Regions from separate parts of the Xenopus laevis genome. Here region 2 is linked to region 1. Evidence: chromatin contacts called from public Hi-C data. All regions are on one chromosome and are shown on one strand. The core of a region is the stretch at or near the end of the contact, and the rest is flanking DNA. Distances in the headings are between cores, read along the strand shown. Region 1 holds the start of gadd45g.L (growth arrest and DNA damage inducible gamma L homeolog). Region 2 has its middle 62 kb from the start of gadd45g.L.

Region 1 (5,187 bases), core at 389-2,888:
CCTAGGGTTTCATTTCAGTAAACTGATGTTGATTGCACAGCCCCTACTTTCCTCAGACCGAGTGACAGACAGACAGAGAGCCTTTGGCTGAGAGCTGCAGTTAAGAACGAGACAGGGTGGCCCAGATTTATATAATAAGAAATAAGTAGCAGTGGGTGCCAGTGTGCAAGAGTTGGCTCCCTTTGCTGACTGCTCCTCTGTCTGGATCTACAGCCGGGTGCATTCCACTCTGTCTAGTCTGCTCTTATTCTCCATGCGTCTGACTGAGCTGCTCAGTGACGATGTCGCAATGCATCCTCCTAATATTCTCTGGGGGAGAATGACTTGTCCCTGGCGTTATGACTAATTGTACAATAAAGATGCACACTTCCCTGCATGATCCATTTGCCCAGAGGGAAATATGGAGTCTGCCAGTAACAGTGGGGTTAATAGAATGCAAACAAGAGAGACCCCTATAGAATTCAGTAATAGTGAAGCTGATGGGAAATGGTAATGAAACAGCTGTGTGCAGCAGCAGGCACAGTCAGAAAGGGCTAAAGTGAGCATTGCAACCCCCCAAAAAGCAATGAGAGTGTGTAAGCGTGCTGGAGGGGGGATTCCATGTGGAACAGATTGTCAGATGCATTTGTGTCCCACTTTCCTCAACAAGACCCCACCCCAGCGGCAGGTGGACAGTGTCCCTGGTCAGAAGAAGAAGAGAGCGATTGTCTGATCTCCAAACTGCCACACGCCAGCCCCTCTCCCCATTGTCAGCCCCTCTATACAAATGCTAACGAGCAGCGTGTGCCATTCGCAATCTGCCGCACACAGCCCCCATTATCTCTATACAGGACCTCATCCTCCACTCTACTCATTAAAATCTCCTTTATTGCACGAATAGCAGCAGCAGCAGCAGGCCAGATGTCTGCTTAAAGCGAGGTTATCAGATGTGCCATTTAGTGCTAATGATTGCGTATGGCCGCGTATCTGATCATGCCTGGTGCACGTGCCACAGCTCACCTGGATGGGGGGGTTATCTACTTACTACTACTATACACCCCAATGTTCTTATCTACTGGCTACTACTATGCGCCCCAATGTTCTTCTCTACTCGCTACTACTATACACCCCAACGTTAACCCCCACATCTGCCAGCAGCAGCACTGCCCTGGTTGAGTTGTATGACTGCAGCCAGATGAAGTCTGCGACCCTGCGCACTATGTTGATGACAGTAATAAAAACACCGTGTTCCCCAGCACAGGAGAAAACAAAATCAATGTGTTTGCTGTTGGTACATTTGTGACACCCACTGCACACATGATCTAAACTTTAGGGATCTTTTTTTGATGTTCTCGCTTTTCGTGCAAAGAGCAAATCATAAGAGGCCATTCTGCCCGGCAACAGCATGACAAAGGGCAGAAGGCAGACTTTGAGTCATTGTAAAAAACCCCCAGTGCGCCCACCGCCCGGCCATTCTAATATGCCCCCCTTACTTGCTTCTCCTCCCCCACGTGGCCTTCTGGCACGAGCCACAGCGTTCTGTTGCTCTATTAGCATCACAATGCCTCCCCCGCCCGACCAATCAGAGAACAGGAGTGAGACAGACCCCGCCTACGCCTCTTCAGTGTATAAATACCGGCTCCGTTCCTCTGATTTCTCACACTTCGCTTGGGATTCTAACTAGTCTTTAGCTACTGTGGATATAATACTACTCTCCTTCTTCCGGACCTTTTGGTGGATATTTGAGAAGTCTCTCGCACTCACATTTTTGTGGCTTACCCGGAAAATCATGACTCTGGAAGAAGTTCACGGACAAGAAACCGTTGTTGAAAGCACTGACAGGTAATTTCAGTTCCGGCTTCTTCTATTGTATGGGGCGAGTATTTTATTGTGCAGAAAGGGTTAAAGTTTTCCGGATTTGCTTGTCTGTCCGTGATTGTGGGGGTTTGTAGTTCAGCCTCGCAGTCAAGTGAGGGAGGAATAGCCTGGGCTGCAAGATATGTGTGTCCCTCACTGGGTGTATATAGCAAATAGCATTGATCATATAGGGAAGGAGCTGCACTGTGTGTCACTAGCAGATGGCTGCTCATGAGTGGGTGGCATTAGCTAAAGCTCCTTATATGGACTGAGGGGATGTGTGTCCTAGCATTTAGTCTTGCACTCTTCTATAAAGGCAAAATGTTCACTTGTGATCTGGTTCTAAATGCATTTCTTTCTTTGTATTGTTTAGAATGCAAAGTGCTGGCAAATCCCTGCATGAGCTACTGGTCTCTGCCCAGAGACAGGAATGTCTGACCGTTGGAGTCTATGAGTCTGCCAAAGTCATGAATGTGTAAGTATCCCACTCCTTTGCACTGATCCCACACACACCCTTTACTCATGCATGTAACACACACACAACCCACACACTGTCCCACTTGTAGATGACTTGCAGCAAAACTAATGTGCTCTTTTTATTTGTCTCAACAGAGATCCAGACAGTGTTACATTCTGCATTTTGGCTGCTGATGAATACGACGAAGGTGATATAGCCCTTCAGATCCACTTCACTCTGATTCAAGCTTTCTGCTGTGAAAATGACATCGATATCGTGAGGCTGAACGACACAGAAAAAGTCGCTCAAATACTAGGCTTAACTGATGAGTCTGCAGAACCCAAGGACCTGCACTGCATCCTTATTACGGTAAGTGTCGTGTTCCTGCTTATCTGTGCTGTTTGGCTCCGTGCCCATAGCTCTGACTTGTGCAATTTCTCGTAAGCACAGTGTTCTCATAGTTTCTTCCTCTTCTTTTCCCAGAATCCAAATGAGGATGCATGGAAAGATCCAGCTCTGGAGAAACTTGCTATATTCTGCGAGGAAAGCCGCAAAGTCTATGACTGGGTTCCCACTATCACCCTGCCCGAGTGAACATCTTTCCTCTACGTTAGGTTGTGAAATCTCTGCATTATTATCATGGTGTTGTGCACCTGGATGGACCAGCAGCATTCCGAAATCGGTGGATTACGCTGGTTGAGGTCCGATTAAGTCGCCAAGACTGGCAAAGATGTTGGCTCTTGTGGAGCAGAAGAGTAAGGAGGAAAACTTTAATGGACTGATCTGCAGAAGAAAAGATTGGTGCCAGTGTGAAGCCTTCCAAAGCACTGGGGGGTCAGTCATGCCATGAAGTTGGAGGAGTTTTGCATGTGTGCAGGACTTATGGGACTTTTTGCAAAAAGAAAAAAGGAAGCTTTTGAGATGGATATGAGGCAAATTAAGCAGCTAGCTAAAGGAAAAACCTGTTCTGTATCTGCTTTTGGAGTTTGCTGAGATATGAAAGATGAACTTTATACACATATTGGAAGAGTCTGGGACTATGCATCTCTGGATTGCAAATTGAGACTGAATATTCTGATCATTGCAGCTTGTTATTGGTCTTTACAGTCAACTACCCAGAATACATAGAGGAAAAAAAAAACTTTCTGTATTTTCAGAATTTTGGCACTGTTGCAAACTGAAGTGCTTTTCTTGATAACACCTGACATTTAAACTGCTATTTTATGTCATTCAATAAATAATTTTGAACTTTACTCGTTTTGGTTTTTATGTTTATCTGGTGGGGTGGTCAATTTTGAGGCCTATTGCTTGTGGCACTAAAACTACAATACCAAGGTACCAACAAACCTAACACTTCAAGCTCTAGTCTAGCAATGGCTGTTGGGTCACAGTTTGGGCTGCTTTTATATAAATGTTTGGGCATCTGCAGAAACCCAGTCTGTTTTGCCCCAGTACTTTAGTTTATTCAGCAAGCTACTAATGTGCTGTAGCCATTCTTTTTGTTAGCAGTGCACAATAAGATTTGCATAGAAGGGGGCTGTGTTACTTGGTATAATCCATAGTCTGCAGCAGACCGCTAATGCTTGCTATTCAGCCCTGACCATTTGACCTCTGGCTCCTTCAGCAACAGCTGCTTATCGCAAGAGCATGCAAGCTCCGAGGGTTGAATGGCTAATGAGTGCATTAGAGTGACAGGGGGCTGCTGCATAGATAGGGTTTTTATTATTGCATAGACAGAAAAGAGCAGCTGGCACAGTTTTTAAGCAAGGGATTCCCCAAATCTCACCCCTCAGGTTTAAAATTCCCCTTCATTCAATGTGTCATTTACCAAAGTGCAAGCTGTTTCAACTTCTGGTTTTTAGGAAAGCAAAACTAGCGGCACAATGTTATGGTATAGTACAAACATTTGCATGGGTGCATAGCTAATCTCTTCCTCTAGTATATGTACAGAGAGTTTACCGAGACCCGTATACTTTGCAAGTCATGGGTTTCAGGAAATCGCTCAAGGGGTGATAAAAGGTTTAACTGGCATAGTTACCGAGAGGGAAAATATAAAGCCCAAGCAAACAGATTCCAAGGCCAGTGTGCTTTTATTTACCATGACCAGTAATGTTGGAACACATAGCCTCCAACCTAGCCAACTACCTATTACTAGGATTCAGGTTGTAGTTCCAGGAACTAGCTTTTTATATTGACTATGGTCCACGATATCATGGTGTGCCTGCTGAGAACAGCGAGCCTTCTTATCTCTGCCAAGGGCAGAAACAGAAACTGGTAGCAGCCATAAAAATATAGACCTTAGACGGAAGAGAATCCTGGAACAATTGCAGGTATTCTAATATGAAGACGTTGAGTGTGTGTACACAAGTGCTCTACTTCTCCAGAAAGGTCAATGTGTTCTGAATTATGAACAAGGAGAAATAGTATTGTAAGCAGCCAATCCACATTCTTCTGTGATTAAATAGGGACATAGTGTTATAGTGCAGAACTGTGCTTCAGTACATCACCTATAAAACAGGCCAAAGGCTGACTCAGCACTAACTGCTACTTTTCATGCAGACTGACGTTAGGCCATTAAGGCAACATGGAAGAACTGCAATAAAAGCCAAAACAGAAGCAGCACCACCATTCTGTAGTTCACACGTATAATGTGTAGAACTTTTAGTTACTTTTCTTGCCCTGGCTTACATAGATATTTTATTAAATCTGCTTTAGACTATGGTGAAATGGTCAAAGACTGTCAAAGGATGCTAGAAAGTGTAATTTACAGCTGACGTGTTTCTAGGATAAAGCCTTCTTTAAAATTATAGTTACCCTGCTCCTCCCTCTGGCAGAAAATGAGTAAAGAGGGATTAAGGGGGGGATTAAGCAGTTTAACCGAAGTAAGTCTAGCA
Region 2 (5,614 bases), core at 69-2,568, 61 kb after region 1:
TGGTATTTTAAAGGAACAGTAACGCCAAAAAATAAAAGTGTTTTAAAGTAATGAAACTATAATGCAGTGTTGCCCTGCACTGGTAAAACTGCTGTGTTTACTTAAGAAACACTACTATTGTTTATATAAATAAGCTGCTGTGTAGCAATGGGGGCAGCCATTCAAAGGAGAAAAGGCTCAGATTACACAGCAGATAGCAAATAAGCTCTGTCTGTCTAATGGTGTGTTATCCATTAGTTAACCTGTGCCATATATATATAGTTTATATGAATTATGGTAGTGTTTCTGACTAGTAGTGTCACATCAGTTTTACCAGTGCAGGGCAACACTACATGATATTTTCATTACTTTAAAGCACATTTCTTGGTGTTACTGTTCCTTTAAGCTTCTTCAGATCGAGCTAAAACAATACTATGTTGGTGGCAACTAATTTTCAGTTGCTGTGTCCATTAATTCATTGTTTTATCATTATATTTTTTTCTATTCATTTGAAAGATTGCTCCATTTACACCTGTGTAGAAAGCATCTTTGCAACCTCTAGTGACTTTTATTTACAAATAATGCCATCATTGAAAATATACATCAATAATAATACAGAATAATAATAAATAGTGTTTTTAATTACAGGTATGGGATGCGTTATCCAGAAACCAGAAAGCTCTGAATTACGGAATGTCTCTCATAGACTAAATTTTTCCAAATAATCCAAATTTTTAAAGATTATTTTCTTTTTATAATAAAACAGTACTTTGTACTTGATCCAAACTAAGATATAATTACAGTAGTCCTCACTAGAAGCAAAACCAGCCTATTGGGTTTATTTAATGTTTACGTATTTTTCTAGTAGACTTAAGATATGAAGGTCTAAATTATGAAAAGATCTGTTATCCGTAAAAGATCTGTTAACCAGGATCTGCGTGCAAATAATTATTTTGCATAATGAAAAACATTTTAAGCAACATTTCAAAACAGTTTTAACAGTTTTAAAGATGATATCTACAGCAATATCATTTACAAATCACTTTAAAACCACTGACACCATTTAATAAATATATATTTAACAGTTGCTATGTACAGCATTTACTTTCACTGTGCAAAAACAAGAAAAAACATTTGAATGTTCTGACTTTTTGTTTACTACAGGGAATCAGTGGTTATCAACATGTTTTCTGTGCTGCTACCATGTATTGATTACCATTCTGCAAGTACAACAGCCTGTAAACATGTCCTCTTGCTTTCCTTTCATTTTTGGGAAATCCTGATGTAATATTCAGTAGATGTTGCAATCCTCTCCGTATTCCTGAAACCTGCTGAGTCACGGTCAGATGATGTATAGTACAATGTGATGCTAGCTAATTTTGGCTACTCACATGATTTGGTTTCTATCTCTGCAGCTAGTCGGCAGATGTCTTAAACCCTGATTTTCAACTGTCGGAGTGACATAAATAAACTTGTTTCGGCTTTGATTGTATTAGGTTTCATTTAAGGAATGTATTGTATTACATACCATTTTAAAAACAGAACAATATACATGGAGCTGTCTTCAGGGGGATCCAAGGATAAATGCTTGGGCCCCTGCTAATATCGGTACAGGTTTTGTACCTGATATCCAGAATGCTCGGGACACGGGATCTTCCAGACATGAGGTCTTTCTATAATTTCAATCTGTATAATTGTTGTCTACTAAAATATAATTTAAACATTAATTAAACCAATATAATAACCCAAATCAATTTTCATTTTCTATTTGTTTGTGTTTTCTCTAATTTTACCGACCTGAAAACTCAAATTGATTTTGAATCTAAAAAAAAATCTCAAATGTCAGGATGGCTACAAACATCTTCAAATTGGTCATTGGACCTCTCCCATTGACTTAAGCTGGCCATAGACGCAAAGATCCGATTGTACGAATCGTGGATTCGTACGATTTTCGGACCATGTGTGGAGAGTCCCGACATTTTTCGTCCGTCGGAGATCGGTCGTTTGGTCGATCAGACAGGTTAGAACATTTCTGTCGCCTGCCGATAATATCTCTGCGTGTATTGCCGATCGTACGATTTTCAGAGGGAGACTGTCACTAGTGTTGTCAGACATAAGTATCGTACGATTGCTGTCAGGGGCAGAACATTGGGTGATCTGTTCTTATTTGATCGGAATGGTAAAGACTTTGATCTGAATGGTTAGTGGAGGGTCGGGAGATGGGAAAGTCCGATCGTACATTGATTCGTACGATTGGATCTTTGCGTCTATGACCAGCTTTATACATGAAATCGGCAGGTTTAGGGTGGCGAATAGTCGAATTTCAATTCTTAAAAGGCCAGGGTATGATAAATCTCGAAAATGTAATTAATTTTTTTTAATTTTGGATAATTCCCTAGTCGAATGTGACAATTTTGACATAAAAAAAAATAGAAAATTAGAATTTTCATTTCAACCCTTAGTAAATCTGCCACTTAGTGTTGATGTCGCTTTGTGGTTACTAGCTACCTAGCAAGTAGACAGCATTGTGGAAGTCAGAATGGGGGATGAATAGTAGAGGGCTGGAACAGAAAGGCCACTGCTGCTTATTTACCATTGATGTTAGATATGAAAGTTACTTGCAGGAGCACCAAGACCATATCTCCTTAACACCCCGGTCTTTCATTATCCCTTACCTATAATTGCCACTGCTACATACAGTTTACTCTGCCACTATGGCTGCTTCTGCTGCCAGTGTTTGTATACAGACTGGCCCCAGGTGTTTCCCCAGTATTACAGCTTTTTCTTACATGATGCATCTAAAGTGTTCAGTGCTGTGGTTGATTGAAATATAGACAAAGTCTGGTATGAGTCTTAAATATGAAACCCAGTCTGCTTAGTCCAATCATATTACAGCTTGTCACTCAATGGAAAGAGTAATGGCGAGTAGGAGCCCTCTAATTTGGCTCTACCAATCCAGTATGGTATACACAGATTTGTTTGCCATAAGCAACAGGTATGAGCTGGGCTTTCTCACAGACTGTTTGCTGCAGTTCTCAGGTACTGAATTGGTGGCATAGCCAGACGGAAGGTTTGCAGCACTAATGTTTGCTTTGCATGAAGCTATTGATTACCATGCAAACACTACTAATAGGCTCACTTTCTTTTATCAGGCCTATAGCTGTCCTATAGCTGCTTTTAGTTAATATGTAATACATATTACACTATCTGAAAAAAAATATTTTTAGACTTTTAGCCCTGAAATAAAGTTTTAAACATGGCTAAAGGAAACATTTAAAGGTAAGCAGGTAGATCTCTATCACAATCACATGCATGCCTCTGAGCATGGTAAGGTTTGTTAAGTACCCCCTTAAGTTATAACAAGGTTAAAAATGCATAAAAAAATTGTGCCTATACAAATGCTCTAGACATAGTGCTTGCACCTATGCTCATCTTTAAGAGTGCACAGGCCGGATTTGTGGCGAGGCCACATAGACCCAGGCCTAGGGTGGCACATTTTCCAAGGTGGCATGCCGCCCAGCCGCTCTGTGGGGAGCACTGGAGACACGCTGCTCCCCAGTGCTCCGGCGCTTGCACGCCAGTGGTCTTGCGCCTGCGTGAGGTAGTGCGGGCGAGTGATAGGACCGTGCTGCCTAGCAAATCCGGCGGTGAGACTGCACTACACCAAAAGTGCTGAAAATAAGTCTATCTCAGTGATCCCCAACCACTGGCTCGTGAGCAACATGTTGCTCACCAACCCCTTGGATGTGGTCTCAAAGCAGATGCTTAATTTTGAATTCCCGGCTTGGAGGCAAGTTTTGGTTGCATAAAAACTATGTGTACTGCCAAACAGAGCCTCCCGTAGGCTGCCAGTCCACATAGGGGCTACAAATGGCCAAGCACAGCCCTTATTTGGCGCCCACAGGAAATTTTTTCATGCTCGTGTTGCTTCCCAACTCTTTTTACATTTGAATGTGACTCACGGGTAACAAAAGTTGGGGACCCCTGGTCTATACAGTCATCTTTTATACATGCCAGTCTATTCTGTATTAGGGTAGTGAGCTTTCTGAATCTCTCTACTGCTGCACAGAACTGGGGCTTCAGGTATGATACCATGCCTAAAGCAGGGACCCATGTAGTCCTGAAATCTTGCATTCTCTAATCTACTAAATTAGCCAATAATGGGTATCACCTACTCTATATTTTCTAGCTTCTGAAAACATCTGTAGGACACCACCTCTAGTGTTCATAAATAAGTAGTGTGGTTACCTTTGTGGTCTATAAAAGGGCTTCAGATGTCCTTTGACATTTTAAGGGACATAAACACTAAGGTAACCTTATTTACTTACAGTCGAAGCCCCTATCATATGGACACAATAGTCAGTTTTATTGCAGGTCCGGACTAAGAAATAAAATAGGCCCTGCCATTTCATGCACACAGAGCCCCCACCAGCCCACTTAATAGTGACTTCCTATGGGACCTTATAGCAGCCCCTCTGGCATTTGCCAGAACCCACAGATTGCCAGTCCGGGCCTCAGCTGTATGTTTTTGGAGTGCTGGAGGAAACCCACACAGACAAGAGGAAAATATATGCAAGGCAGGAGTGCTTACCATTGTGTTGTCCCATAATAATTACTCAATATCTTTGAAGGCCACTTAAATCAAAACTGGTGCTAGGATTAACCATAATGCATCCATGCCTTTGTGACTGTTCCATATAATTTGAAAAAAAAATCCATTTAACCTAAATATGTATTTCTCAATATGTAACTAGGTGTCACGGACAAGTAGCTATTAAAAACACTAGGTAACACAATAAAGCTCTAACCAAGCCACTCAGCAAATAAAAAGTACATTCCATGCAGTCATTTTAGATATCCTCACATTCCAGTCTGAAACATGTTGTTACAAGTACTTTGGTTTAATATTGCATATGATTTTAATACACAACTAAAAAGGAGTAATAGAATACAAAAAAAAAGAATGCATTCCGAAGTAGAAACTATGCACCAGCCATTAGAGACACCAAGTGTTGAATAATCAGTTTTGCTTGATTGGCCTTGCTCTTGGCCAGGAAAAGAAGAATGCGTTCTTTTAGAAATGCTTCAAAGACCATCCCCCTTAAAAATTTTAGATTTCTGCCCAGCAACTAGGCCACACTCCATCTGCTGCCATGAATAATGAGCTAAAAGAGGGATCTCTGGCACAAGCCAACTTCTATTCTTCTATTCAGTCTGATTATCCTGACAGCTTTCTATTGTTCTTTGCTAATGGTTTTACTATGGATCTGCCTGTTGCCTTTGTAACCACACTGGGGCCAAATGAGGAAAACGTTAATCCCCGCTGCAAATTAAAGGAACTCCTCTGAATTTGGAATTGCAGCTGTAGGCTATCTTGGGTAGCCTTTCCAATATAAGTGAATGTGTAGCCCACTCCAGATATCAGCTGCCGTGATTAACTAAGCTTGGAGTGTCATATCACACCACCCCATTCTACTACCCCCCTCCCTTCCGCTCCAGTCTGCAGGGTTGCCACATGGCCTAGTCTATACAGTCTTTTCAAGCCTTGCCCAATTATGTGACAAGATGCCCCAGATACTGTGACAGATGGGAATGAGTTTGTCTGAGTTTAGTGTAAAGCCTTAGGGCAAGCACT

Evidence for each region. A called contact is a pair of places that touch in the nucleus more often than the background predicts.
Region 2: a contact with region 1 is called in a Hi-C map of the XTC cell line, with 4 times the contacts expected there. The contact joins the enhancer-like site here to the promoter of gadd45g.L in region 1. A contact is called at or near these places in 3 of 4 Hi-C or Micro-C datasets (the XL177 cell line, the XTC cell line and animal cap).

What each region holds. Positions count from the first base shown.
Region 1 is chr1L:149,153,030-149,158,216 of Xenopus_laevis_v10.1, forward strand. gadd45g.L (growth arrest and DNA damage inducible gamma L homeolog) reads left to right here and starts at 1,639. Exons shown (of 4, transcript NM_001090459.2): 1 at 1,639-1,821; 2 at 2,210-2,311; 3 at 2,449-2,662; 4 at 2,777-3,544. The coding sequence starts at 1,769. The coding sequence ends at 2,887.
Region 2 is chr1L:149,213,968-149,219,581 of Xenopus_laevis_v10.1, forward strand. No RefSeq gene overlaps it. Among protein-coding and RNA genes, the nearest start is that of gadd45g.L, 62 kb to the left of the region's middle. Within about 2 kb of position 1,319, at least 1 of the 7 cell types and tissues checked has an H3K27ac peak or open chromatin away from gene starts, as enhancers often do.